2 separate regions of the Mus musculus genome follow, and region 1 is linked to region 2. Evidence: chromatin contacts called from public promoter capture Hi-C data. All regions are on one chromosome and are shown on one strand. The core of a region is the stretch at or near the end of the contact, and the rest is flanking DNA. Distances in the headings are between cores, read along the strand shown. Region 1 overlaps Tcf20 (transcription factor 20). Region 2 holds the start of Cyp2d22 (cytochrome P450, family 2, subfamily d, polypeptide 22).

Region 1 (6,392 bases), core at 507-3,006, 430 kb before region 2:
TACTGGGATTACTCCTCTGAAAGTTAAGTTGATACGGAGTCAGAATTAGATCTCTCTCGGAGAACTCTTCCACTTTATGTAGAGATCACATGTGAGCTTCAGAGAGGAGACTGCCTCTGAATCCTGGCATAGTTGAGCTGGGTAATGCCTGTTGCTGTTGAGAGAGTCAGGTTGAGTGTTTGGAATAGAAGGATACAAAGGGAACCTTCTCAGGTTCAGGCCACAGGGTATGTTGGGGACATCAGAACGAAACCCAGCGCTCTATCTACCTGCTGAACATCAAGAAGCTTATTGTTTTGTGGTTGTGAAGATAGAACCCAAATGCCAGGCGACAGCTCTTTCTACTGAGCTACCCTCTTCACAAACCGTTCTTAGTGATAAACATCCACATGTCGTGAGATTTAAAGAAGATATTAACCCTCATCAGGTTGGAATGACAGAGAACTTACTTGACATAGGCCTGAGGCCTAGCTACCTCCTCTGAGCCATGTTTCATGCAATGAAACACAGTCTCTGCAAGTGTCGCCTCCTGAAGAACATGAGCTGCTTCATCTTGAAGATGGATTTTAAGGTACCTTAGCACCATCATAAGACACCTACATTCCCAGAGCTGGAGTCTAGGTTGTTGTATATACACTGCTGTCTCTGCAAAGTGTCTTCCTCCTTGTTGGTGTTTTTGTAAAGCACTTAGCAAGGGCAGATGTGTATATGTATATATATGTATATATGTATATATGCTTCTGAATGGTGCATTCTCCACTCCGGGACACACACCAGCCTTCCCAGCTGGTGCTTGTTGATAAGCTTTGTGGAAGCAGTTATTACACAGAGGCCTGTTTTTTCCTGAAGTTTGTCTGTTGGTGGTGATAGCAGGAGAGGTTTGAGGAAGAGACAAAGAGAACACCCAAAACAGATAGATGCAGAAAGTGCAGATATTGGCAGAAAGCAAGGATGAGAGCAACTTGCCATCAACAGTGACTTTTGGTGTAATTTTTATGGACTGATTCCTTGGAAACTATTGTGTCTTCCTGAACCCTTCTCATATAAATAAGACAGACCATGAAACACTCCTCAGTCTCTTGAACAAACTGTCTATTTGCCCTACATGGGTCATAAGAGTAACTTCCTGAAACCAGAAATGATAGATGAGAGAAGCCCCAGAGCCTCTTGAGTACCTCAGGTTCCTGAAGAACTAATAGAATTAAAACTCCCAGCTCTATGCAAGCCTCAGAAAATGGGCTAGGCCTATCCCACCTCCCCACCATAGGTTCTGAAAAGTCTTATTTGCATGAAGAACAGACTCAACTAGAGAATAGTTGTGATGTGATCCTTCCACAATTTGGGTAGGTGCTCTAGGTTTCAGTAACAATAGAATACTCTTAGCTACTTTGAGGACTGAGCCTTGCTACAAGTTATTGAGCCAACCACAGACCTTACTATGCTGGCAAGATTCATACACAAACTCTCAAACAGGGCCCAGTCATGGAGGTCAAGGAATACTCTCCTGTTTTGGCCCCTTCCCTGTAAGGCCCATTCTCTTGTATCACTAATGCCTTAACCAGTGGGTCCAAAGCCACAAGATAGTGGAGGCATTGAGCTTGAATGTGTTCAAAATCAGCAGCCATCTACAGAAAGGTCTGAGTATAAGATCCCTGTTGAAAGCCACATTCTCCCATTGCTACAACAGCTGTGCTGAGACCATATGGAACTTGGAAGCACCCAGTGCCTACTGTTTGTTTTCCAGGTGAGACTGTGGAGATGAGAAGGTGGAGGACACACGTGACGGAATGGAATCCTCCTGCTGTGCAACCACACCCCACTCTGCCCTGCCCTGCCCTGCACCCCCCGCTGCGCTGCGCCTGCCCATGCCAGCACTTCCTTCCTATGTTCTCACATCACACTCAAACTGGTGACACCACAGGAAAAGAAAGATACAAGATGTTGGAATGGCTGTTTCCATGGACACAATCTCCATAGTGACAATGTGGGGGAGGGGGGAGGGGAGGGCTGATGGGGAAACGGGGAGTTAAAAGGGAGGGATAAAAAATATATATATATAAATCTATTTTTAGTCTGGAAAGACTTTGTTTAAATGAAAGGTGCGCTATCCCTTTTGATTCTATTTTAAAATTATCTAGTTAATTCAAAATTTGTTCCAATGACAATGAAATTTAAATGTGAAATTGAACTGAACAAACTCATCTCATAAAGGATGGGGTGTGGCTTTGATCTTTAGCCTGTCTCACAATTCAGTGAACACTAGACCCTGGACTGAAAGAGTAGACAAATGACAACCACCCTTCCCTTGGTTAGAATCTGTCTCACAGGGGAAGTTTGAGGGAGGGGGACAGAATGGGGATGGTCATTTTCAAAAGTGTGGGGAATGATGTTTAAACACAAATAAATTTTTTTCTTTCCAGAAACACTATTTATTTATTTTTATTTTTTCCCTCCTTTTTTTTTTTTTTTGCGGGGGGTGGGGTGGTAGTGGTGAAATTGGCAGATGCCCCAACATCATGGCTGTATCCTGGATCACTGTGGCCCCACCAAGTATGTAGAGTAGCCCCACAGCAGTAGGTGTACCCAAGGAATGGCTTATCTCTGGCGCCCTCTTTCCTTGGCACATTCCATGTAGTTGGTACCCTTGTGGGGACCCACAGCATCCATGGAAACCATGGAGGCCCAGGCCTCTGCTGCTGAAACAAGCAGAGTCTAGGAGAGAACTGTGGCGTGAGCCATGTGGGTGCACTAAGCTGACCAGAGCCAGCCACTTTAACACTTCTCTATTGCTTTTATTTTTTAGAGTGGAAAGGGGACTTGTCAGATATGTTGCCCATGCTATGTGATTCTTTATGTTGTATTGTTTTGATTTGTAAATTGTATAATTTTTAAATATGAGTTTTAAAAAAAGAAAAAAGTACAAAAAAAATCTTGTTAAGGCCTTAAGAAGGGATATGTGCATCTTTCAGGGGTCACTCTGCCGTGGGGATAAAATAGCTGTTTTACAAACAGTTTTATTTAAAAAAACAAAAATCAAAAAAATTAAAAAAAAAACAAAACCGTAATAAACTTCATTTTAACCTTGTGTCCTTTTTCATTTACTCTTAAGTGAATGTGTCTCTTCCTTCTCCAGAATGGCCCTCCCAGGAAGTCTTTGGCTCTATTCCCCAGGGGGCTACCATCAGTCCCAATCCCTTTGTTCCTTTTCCTCTGGAAGGCAAGGTGGTCCTTGCCAGCAGAGCCTGAAACCAAACCCCAGGGTTCTTTGCCTCCTGTGGGGCCCATTCTGACTTTCTGCAGTTGACTTGAGGACATATTCTGAATCAGCATTGATTTTTGAGGATTGTAAAAGTATAATGTAATGTTAATGGATTTTTTTTAAAGAAAACAAATATTTTAAATACTCCTTTGAGTTGGAAGTAAGCAATTATAAATCAGTTCTAATGTGCTCATCAATTTGGGGTTGCAGAAATGGCAGGTTAATTTTGCTCTATGGGTATACCAAGCAGTGTGGTCCATTTCTCACCACACCCATGTGGATGGTTTATGAGTGTTGAGCTGTGTGCTGTGTCAGCTGTGGGACCGTGCTCAGACAGCTGGACAAGACCTGAATAGAAATGATGGCTTTTGAACTGGTTAGCGTCTCTTGTTGGTAACCTGGATTAACACGGTTAAAATGAAATTGATAGATTTCAGGTGTCATGGACTAAGCCATAAAACTTGAAGAATGGGTGTCTTGAGGAAAATATTTTCCTGACAGCCGATGTTCGTCACTTTCCCTTTTGTTCTTTTGTTCCCATTCCATTTGCTGGTGGGACCTGAGCACAGCTTTATTGATGAGATTCAGAAATGACTTGAGTGGGCAGTGACCCTATTCAGTTCCTCTTGATGGCAGTTTCCTGACTTGGGCAGTGCCGTGGCTGTCTCTGCCTTTCAGTTCCTGCAGTTTATAAGGTCAGTGCATGTGTGTTGTAATAGGTTTTGTGAAAGCAGTTTTAGGTTCATGGTAGCTTTGGACAGAAGATAAGCTCCTATGGACCTGCATCCTCCTGTGGCAGCTCATCTCATTGTGGGTGTGGCCCTCTGGAGTAGCACATGTGTTGTGATACTTCATAATTGCCTCTTACGTCTGTGATTTATGTCAAGGTTTGCTCCTTATGCTGTGTACTGGATACTTCATAGATTTACACAAACTTATAACACCCGTGCACCCCCATTACTGTTTCTTACAGGACAGCTCGCTACCCTAATACAGCTGTGCCAATTGCTTCTCCCTTCCTTTCCAAAACCTGACAGCCAATGGTCTTTTTATCATCATCATAGTTTTGCCTTTTCTAGAGTGGTGTATAGTTAGTCATACAGTGTATAGCCACTTCAGATTGGCTGTTTCCAACTTAGTGATACATGTTTATGGTTCCTTCATGTATTTATGGCTACAAAGTTCATTTTTTTTTTTGTTGCTGCCAAAAAAATACTCTATTGTCTAGATATGCCCAGTTTTTCCTACTTCCTGTTTGCCAAAGGACATCTTTATTGCTTCCAATTTGGGCACTTATAAATAGAGCTACCATAAATACTGTGCAGGTTTCTGTGTAAGCACACGTTTTCAGATCAGTGTGTCATATGGTAAAGAAATGTTGTATAAGCAACTGCTAAACTTCCTTTTTTTCTTTTTCTTTTTTCTTTTCCTTTTTTTTTTTTTTTTTTTTTTTTTTTGCTATTCTTATGACCCATGAATGGGAGTTCCTGTTAACATCCTTGCCAGCGTGTGGAGATATTTTTTATGTTAGCCATATTGATAGGTATGTATGTATGTAGATTATTTTTAATACTCTAAACAATATAATCAAGGGGGTAGAGGGTATGAGGGACTTGGGAGGAAGAAAGAAGGAGGGGGAAAAGAGGGGCAGAATCAGGTATTGGAGGAGATGCACAGAGGATCAGGAAATTGAAAAGAGGTGTATAGCAATGGGGGATGGGGAACTGGGGGTAGCAACCAGGAAATTCCAGATGCCAGGAAAGCAAGAGCCTCCCAGGACCCCATGGGGATTGCATTAGCTGAAATACCACAAAGGGGAGGGAGAACCTGTCAAGACTATATCCAGAGGTTAGACATGGTCCCCCCTGGTTGAGGGATGGGGCCACCTACCCGTCTCCAAAATGTTAACCCAGAATTGCTCCTGTCTAAAGGAAATACAGGGACAAAGTGTGGAGCAGAGACTGAAGAAAAGGCCATCTAAAGATTGCCCCACCTGGGGATCCATGCAGGCACCAAACCCAGACACTATTGCTGATGCCAAGAAGTGCTTGCTGACAGGAGCCTGATACAGCTGTCTTCTGAGAGGCTCTGCCAGATCCTGACCAGTACAGATGTGGATGCAGCCAACCATTGGACTGAGGAGTTAAGGGAAGGACTGAAGGAACTGAAGGGCCTTATCTGGCATTAATGTGAGGGGAGGCCCTTGGTCCTGTGAAGGCTTGATGCCCCAGTGTAGAGGAATGCTAGGCCTGTGAGGCATGGGTGGGTGGGGGAGCACCCTCATAGAAACAGTGTAAGAGGGGATCGGATAGGAGGTTTGCAGAGGGGGAACCAGGAAAGAGGATAACATTAGAAATGTAAATGAAAAGCACAACTGGATCTCCTTGGAGAAGGGGGTATTTTCAGATGACCTGGATGGACAGCAAAGGAATCAAATCCCTTAAATAAAAATGTACTTGACTTCATAAAAACCTTTAATTTTTATTTATATATGACTGTGTTCTACTTGTGTGCCTAGTACCTGTAGAAGGTCCTCTGGAACTAGATTTACAGAACAGTTGTAAGCTGGCATGTGGGTGCAGGGATCTGAACCTGAGTCCTCTGGAAGATCAACCAGCAATCTTAGCCATTGAGCCATTTCTCTAGGCTCTCTTTTAAAAGCATATTAAAATTTAGAGTTGTGATTTTTTTTAGAAGTGTGAATATTTTCTTTATGTTCTGCAACTAAGATCTGACATTTTTTCATCTTGCAAAATAGAAACTGCCCATTAAACAACTCCTATGAGTTTGCAGCTTCCCCTGCCTGTAATCTCTGGCTCCCCCCAGTGATGGTTGTTGGGACTGCAGCTCAAGAGGCTACCCATTTCTTAAGCTAGATATTTGACACTCTTGTGGGTAGAGCTGGGAATTAGAAGTTTCCTTCCATTGACATGGCTATTCCCCAAACGAAGAAATGTCATAAAAATGATCAAACCTTCCTCTTAATGGAACTTCACTGGCTGGCTACTACAGCTTCGTAACTGGTCTAGAGTTCTCACAATAGTGTTTGGGTCATATAGGGCTCTCTGAAGCCTACAGGACTCAAGTGTAGACCTAATTCACTTCATAGCTACAGTATTTTGAAGCTCAGTGT
Region 2 (6,396 bases), core at 1,085-3,584:
TAATTTGTCTCAAACATTACAAGGAAATTCAGACTTAGACAGTCCATGAACACTAACAAAACAAGAGAAAGGGTTAACTTTAATAGAAAAGAGACTCCAATATGCATATTTGGATTGCATAGATCCCAAACTGGACTATATTTTAGTTATTTGGCTTCTACTCATCCTCCTAGTAGGCTCATTATGCAAAGGGAAGATGGTATTTTAGAATGATCTTCTAGCATACAAAGTAGCTGTTAAAAATAAAAGAAAAAGAATTAAAGAACAAAAAGAAGCACTTACAAAAAGCTACATTTGGCACCTAATGTGGCAGACTGTTTGAAAGAAAAAGAAACAATGGAAGACATGTGGCTACCATTGTGGCTAGGCAGAATGGGAGGCTTGATTTCAAGTACAATAGAGCAGAGAGAAAGGAGCTAGAGAGAGTAGTTGTAGGAGGGAGAGAGAGTATTAGGATTGGGGAGTAGGAAGAAGTAAGGTCCAGGAAACAGAAGAGTAGAGTCAGAGAAGACAGTTGATGCAGGAGGAAAGAAAACTGAACAGGGCTAGAGAGGGGAAGAGATTTTTGAAGAGTGAAAATAGGAGACAGTTGAAAGTGAATTGGGCTAGCAGACTGAGAAGACAGTTGGTGACAGTTGAGCCAGGAGAAGCTGAGCTGAGAGCCAGAGAACATATTGTGAGGAGACAGATAAAAGAACTCACAAAGTATTGGTAAGAATATAAAGGAAAAAATAGGAAGCAAAAAGCAACATTTACAAAAATACGCTACAATCCCCTGTGGTGCCTGCTTCAGCTTCTGCCATGACTGTCCTATGATGGACTGTGACCTAGAAGTGTAAGCTGAAACCAATCCTTCCCCCCCCCCAAGTCACTGTTGATCCAAGTGTTCATGTCACAGCTATACATCGCCTCTTCTGTTTCCTTTTTATTTCTGCATTCCTTTCCTCTTCCCCTCCCCTCCCCTTGCCCTTCTTGTGTAAGTGGTATCTTAGTGTTCCTCTTTGACCCTCCTTTCATCTCTGTTTTATTATTTTTTTTTATTTGTTTTATTTTTTTTTATTTTATTTGATTCCCATTATTTACTTTGGGGATTAAATCAGCATCTTTTAAAACTTATTGTTAGGGTGTGTACATGGAGTTGGGGGAGATGCCATCTAGAGAGGTCAAAGGACAACATCTGGGATTCCGTTCTCATCTCCCTCCTTGTTAAGGCAGGGTCTCCCTTGCTGTTACTGCCACATTACATATCCCAGGATAGCTGACCAGTGAGCTGCCAGGCATAAAACAACACCTTAAACTTACAAAAACCTTATTTGAATAACAAGTTACCTTCTGTAGTATACAGACACAGGACATCTCGTCTAGTCTCTCACCCTTCCCCGCTATACTATCTTTGCCACAGATAGCATGTTTATATGTTTTGTACTCATGAAGACAGACTTGTAACTGGTGTTCTATGCATCGGTTTTCAGGCATACAGACAAAAAGAAAGGCCTTACAACCCGAAGCACGCTAGCACTTTTACCGCGTTGTTACTGCGCCCTGTGCTCATTTCTTCTATGGCTGTGAGTTAACTGGCTAGCATCACTTCGTTTCAGCATGGAGAACTCCCTCTACTGCGCCCTGTATGCTAAGTCCACTGACACCAATGACCTTCTACATTTATCTGGAAATGACCTGCTTACTACTTAATTCCCGAAGGACATTTCTTTATTCTTAACAAAGAACATGTGGATGATGTTCTTCAGGATGTGCGTGTGTTATCCTGTGTGTGGTCTTCCGGTCTCTGTGGTCACTGATGAAAAATTAACTCTTAATCTCAGCATGATCCCCGTGTGTGTAAAGGGTGAATGAATGACTGCTTTTTACATTCTCACTGCAGTTCCCTCTGTCTTCAGTGTCCACAAGAACCATCTGTCGCTCACTGTGGTCCCTAATCCCTCTGGGAGCACAAGCTAAGTCCCAGGGGGCTCTCTGGGTGCTGGGGGAGATAGCAAGGTTTTGACCTTGGACCTGTCAGGGCTGAAGCCTCCTACTCAGAGCCCCGCCTCCTCGTTGCAGTGCCTCCTCCCAGGAAGGCCCCCCCTCCTCCTCCTCCTCCTCCTCCTCCTCCTCCTCCTCCTCCTCCTCCTCCTCCTCCTCCTCCTCCTCCTCCTCAAATCGGTCTCACCTCCCGGGAGTGGATCCGCCTCCTCAGAGTGTCCCCCTCATGCTCAGAGTGGAAGCCTCCTCCCCAGAATGTATCATCCTCCTCAGAGTTGCTCCGCCTCCTTCCCCTCCTCCCCCGCCTCCTCTTCTCCCCCCCCCCCCAACCCCATTCCTCTCCCGCCTCCTCCTCTTCCTCCTCCCCGTCAGAACGTGCCCTCCTCTTCAGAGTTGCTGCTCCTCACAACTCCCCCTCCACCTCAGAGTGAATCCTCCTGAGTTGCCCTTTTTCCTCGAGCTCCTACTCCTCCTGTTCCTGCGAGGCTCCAGACACCTCTTGCCTCTCCTCGGCTGAGTTTCAGAACGCACCGGTAAAGGCAAGGGTTGCAGGGTTGCGGGTCTGCCCATTCGCTGTACAAGGGGTGCGAGGCGGGCCCCCACCCCAACCCCTGCGCTGGGGCTACCTTGGCACTGGAGCGTAGCAGTCCCTCCCCCTGGGCGGGGCTGGAGTGGGCAGAGGGGAACCTCCAAGGGCCTCCGAGTAAACTGTTTTCCATTGTCCCAAGCTGAGGCTAAGATGCTAGAACCTCCTAGAGTCTGATAGAGGGCAGGTTTTGAAGGGCTCATCCCCTAAGACACAGAGCCTGGGAACCCGCCTGTAGCCAGGCCGCAGGGCTGAGAATCTCTGTCCTATAGTAAGCAGAGTGGAGCCTGACCCTGGACCTTTGCATAACCTGCCCTTTGGCGTGCATTCTAGCCTTATCAGGGACAGGCGGTACCTAAGCAAACCAGACCTCTCTCCGAAGACCTCTCTTTTTGCCCTTTGGGGCTCAGCGAAGGTGGGGAAAAGAGGGTGGGGACGGTGAGTGGACCCTGGACCTCACAAACTCTGCTGCACCCCCTGGAACTGGGATGTTGTTGTCAGTGATTGGCTTAGAGGATCCACCCCCATTTAATTAGGAAAAAAAATCTACACTGAGCTGGGCACAAAATCCCAGCACATGGGAAGCAGGAGCAGGAGGATCTCTGTGAGTTTCTATGACAGTCTGGTCTACATGTCTACATAGTGAGTTCCAAAACAGCCAAAGCTACATAGTGAGACTCTGTCTCAAAACAGGAAGGAAGGAAGGAAGGAAGGAAGGAAGGAAGGAAGGAAGGAAGGATAGAAAAAAAGGGAGTGAAATTCCTTGTATGTTCAGTGTAGAAATTCCCTTTTTTTTTCTATCACCAACTAGAATGTACAGTTAATACCTTGTACTCTATCATGGCTGTCCCTACCCAGCAGCCCACCCAGTTCTTGTGGGTGTCAGGGCAGCAGCAGACACTGGAGTATTCTCTCTGTAAACAGCCAAGCATTCCTCGCACCAAGTGTCCTACAGTTCTTGCCTATGTTAACTAACAGACTATTCTAGAGATTTGCTTTCCTTCCCAGCTGTTGGTTTCGTGGGTTTAAACCAGATTCCATACCGTAGCTCAGGCTGGCCTTGAACTTGATGCAATCCTGCTGCTTACAAGTAAACTACCGTGTGTATTTAGCCCTGAAGTTTTGAAAGTGTTACTGCCCACCCACCCCCCAGCTCTGAGGGTGTGAAGGGTCGGAGGTTTTTCCTGCAGGGACTGTCTGAAGGAGCTAGAAAGAGTTGCCTTGGGGCTCCCAAGGAGAACAGCAGAGCAGCTGAACTAAAGGTTTTGGAGTAATTCTTAATGGAACACAATGTTTCAAGAGAAAGTGAATGGAATGTTTTCCAAGTGTTGACAGTGACTAAAGTGGGTCACCAGCTTCTGTGCTCTGTGTTAGGCTTTTATACTGCTATAGCTTGCCCGGTTTCAGACTGCCAGTTCCGTGTGTGATTTCTAAGCTCTAGGGCACAGTTCGCAAGTTCACGCTGATGATGAATCAGAGGTTACGACTTTGAGACAGTTGGGTCCAAGTACATTTTTACTCAGCTACAAACCACCGACCCCTCATCCTATCCAGCTGTCTGGCAGGGAGAGAAGAGGCATGTCCTAAGAGATTTCTCTCCACTGTCAGAAATGCTGTTCAACGGGCAGGGTCGTCTTTTTATTCACAGAAAATACTGGTGGGGGGAATGTGGCAGTTAGCGTCTTGAGCCCTTTGTGCTGTTGCCTGTGTCCTGACAGGCTGTGAGAAGACAACTCTTGGCAGGGGGTGGGGAGGCACTCAACGGAAGACTGTGGTCCTACTAAGTGGGCAGAAGAGGGCCTGTTCAGTGATTATGCTGGGAAGTTTCTTGTGCTCTCAGAAACAGATTGTCAAAAAGGAAGTGTTCCTATTTCTAAGACACCGCACAGGCTTCTGCCCCTTCACTGCCCCATCAGAGTTCTCCTAGATGTAGTCTCTTCTTGCAGGAAAGGGGTGGGGGAGCATTGGAAATATAGTGCGGCCCAGTAGAAGGAGCCCCTGGCTCCCCTCTACTCCTGCAGGGTTGCATACTCCGGGAAGCCACTCACTCAGTTCTCAATGAGCCTGTGACCCTGGTGGGTCTCTTCACTGCCTGTCCTATAACTTAGCAGGCTACACTCTAGTGTCAAAAAGTAGGATTGGGGACCGTGCCACAGAGATTTAGGGTGGACAGATCCTATAAACAGCCCCACTGTCACTCTGGAGCTCTCTGACAAGGCAGGCACCTTCCCACTCTGGGAAGGTGAAGGAAGAGGACCTGTCAGGTCAGGGGAAGAGCCGTGCTTGCTGTGGGCACTGCACTCGTGTCTCTGCCTTTAGACACAGCCACAGCAATGGGAGGTCATGCAACACATTCAGAGGGCCAACGACATTCCTATCTTTCTCGTGAAAGCCTTTTGGCAATATCGGATCGTCTTCCCAAACACATTTCTTGTCACCTTCTTGGAGTTTCAGACTTATAAGCGCTATGAGCCCCCTGTCTGTTTGACTGTCTGTCTGTCTGTCGAGTGGTATAGCAGCAGGCATTACGACAGCAAGGAGGCTTCATGAGTGTGAGTGCTTGGTCAAAACTCTGTGTGTGTGTGTGTGTGTGTGTGTGTGTGTGTGTGTGTGTGTGTGTGTGTGTGTGATATATTCATTAATCCCCTTGAGGCCAGATCTACTTCCTGTGTTTGAATGGTCCCTTCAACGAGAAAGAGGCCAAGGCAGGTGACGTACGTAGACCAGAGTACAGGGGTCACCTTGATTTGAATTTCAGAAGAATTCTGATCTGTTATAATTTGGGGGGGGCGGTGAGAAGTGAAGTAAGAAAGACAGCTTCATCATTTGGAGGTATAGAGAATGAGATTTGTGTGCAGTGTATATATACTCTGTACCTACTTATCATCCACAGAGACAGCCATACAGACGTGGTTCTCCCAGCTAAGAAAGCAGCCAACTTCTTCAAAGTTGCCAAATATTGCAGCTGTCTGGAAAACAAGAGAGAAGGGGTGGGGACAGGATGGGGAGGGAGACGAGCTCTCCCCCCATGGCACTGTGATTTCCACTCAGCGATGTTGATTGTAACTCAACAAAGGATGCTTTTTTTCCTGTTTGGGTCCTCGCCCACAAACAAAGGCGTTTTCATAACGCGCCAATGGAATGTTTCTTGGCTGCAGACAGCCATAGTCTGGCTCAGAGGCTGGGAAGTTTTTAGGTTAGAGTAGTATGAGAAGCTCCTGTTAGTCTTGCTGACTCACAGGCTTGTGCAGATGGTTTGGAGAGCTAGGATCTGCATTCTAGTGGGTCTGGAGTAGAGAGTGACCGGTCTGGGTCACTAGGAAAAGCCTAGAGTCTTCTCTTTAAACGTTGATGATCAAATGAGCTAGTGGGCCTGGGAGCCTTCTGCGGCAGCGTGCAATTGCTAGCATTTGCCAGCCGCTCGCAGTTTAAGGGTATGGGACACGTCTGAGCTGGCTTTTAGCCATCCTGTTTGACGAGAAGCGTGTGGCAAAGTGAAATTGGGCCTGTGGGAGTAGGAGACACCGCACCAGAGGCCAGCCAAGCTATGCTGCTTATCTGATGCTTCAGTTCATACTACCTGTGTTCCTTGATTCTGTGGAGAACCTGGCTCTAGATAAGGTCACAGGCATCCAAGTACTGAATCTCCTGCTGTGAGGCAAACCCTTAATCATGACTTTCTAATTCCCTACACCATCAGTAGCTATTGCCCGGGCCTACAATTTTCTATCATTCCTCCTGAAGACATGTTGAGATGCAAAACACACACACACACACACACACACACAGGACTTAGAGGGAGGGACTTCTAAGGCCATTGTCCCTGG

What was found. Promoter capture Hi-C pulls out the DNA fragments that hold promoters and counts their contacts.
Region 1: a contact with region 2 is called in a promoter capture Hi-C map of embryonic stem cells, with 3 times the contacts expected there. The contact joins the enhancer-like site here to the promoter of Cyp2d22 in region 2. A contact is called at or near these places in 3 of 39 promoter capture datasets (all in embryonic stem cells), 1 of 115 datasets of contacts at active chromatin or transcription factors (forebrain) and 1 of 9 other capture datasets (embryonic stem cells).

What each region holds. Positions count from the first base shown.
Region 1 is chr15:82,805,140-82,811,531 of GRCm38.p6, reverse strand. It overlaps Tcf20 (transcription factor 20), which reads left to right. Exons shown (of 5, transcript NM_013836.3): 5 at 1,745-2,910. The coding sequence ends at 1,762. Among named protein-coding and RNA genes, the nearest start is that of Cyp2d26, 14 kb to the right of the region's middle. Within about 2 kb of position 1,756, at least 6 of the 459 cell types and tissues checked have an H3K27ac peak or open chromatin away from gene starts, as enhancers often do. A contact at or near this core is called in embryonic stem cells, where this site is marked.
Region 2 is chr15:82,376,198-82,382,593 of GRCm38.p6, reverse strand. Cyp2d22 (cytochrome P450, family 2, subfamily d, polypeptide 22) reads left to right here and starts at 2,334. Exons shown (of 10, transcript NM_019823.4): 1 at 2,334-2,516.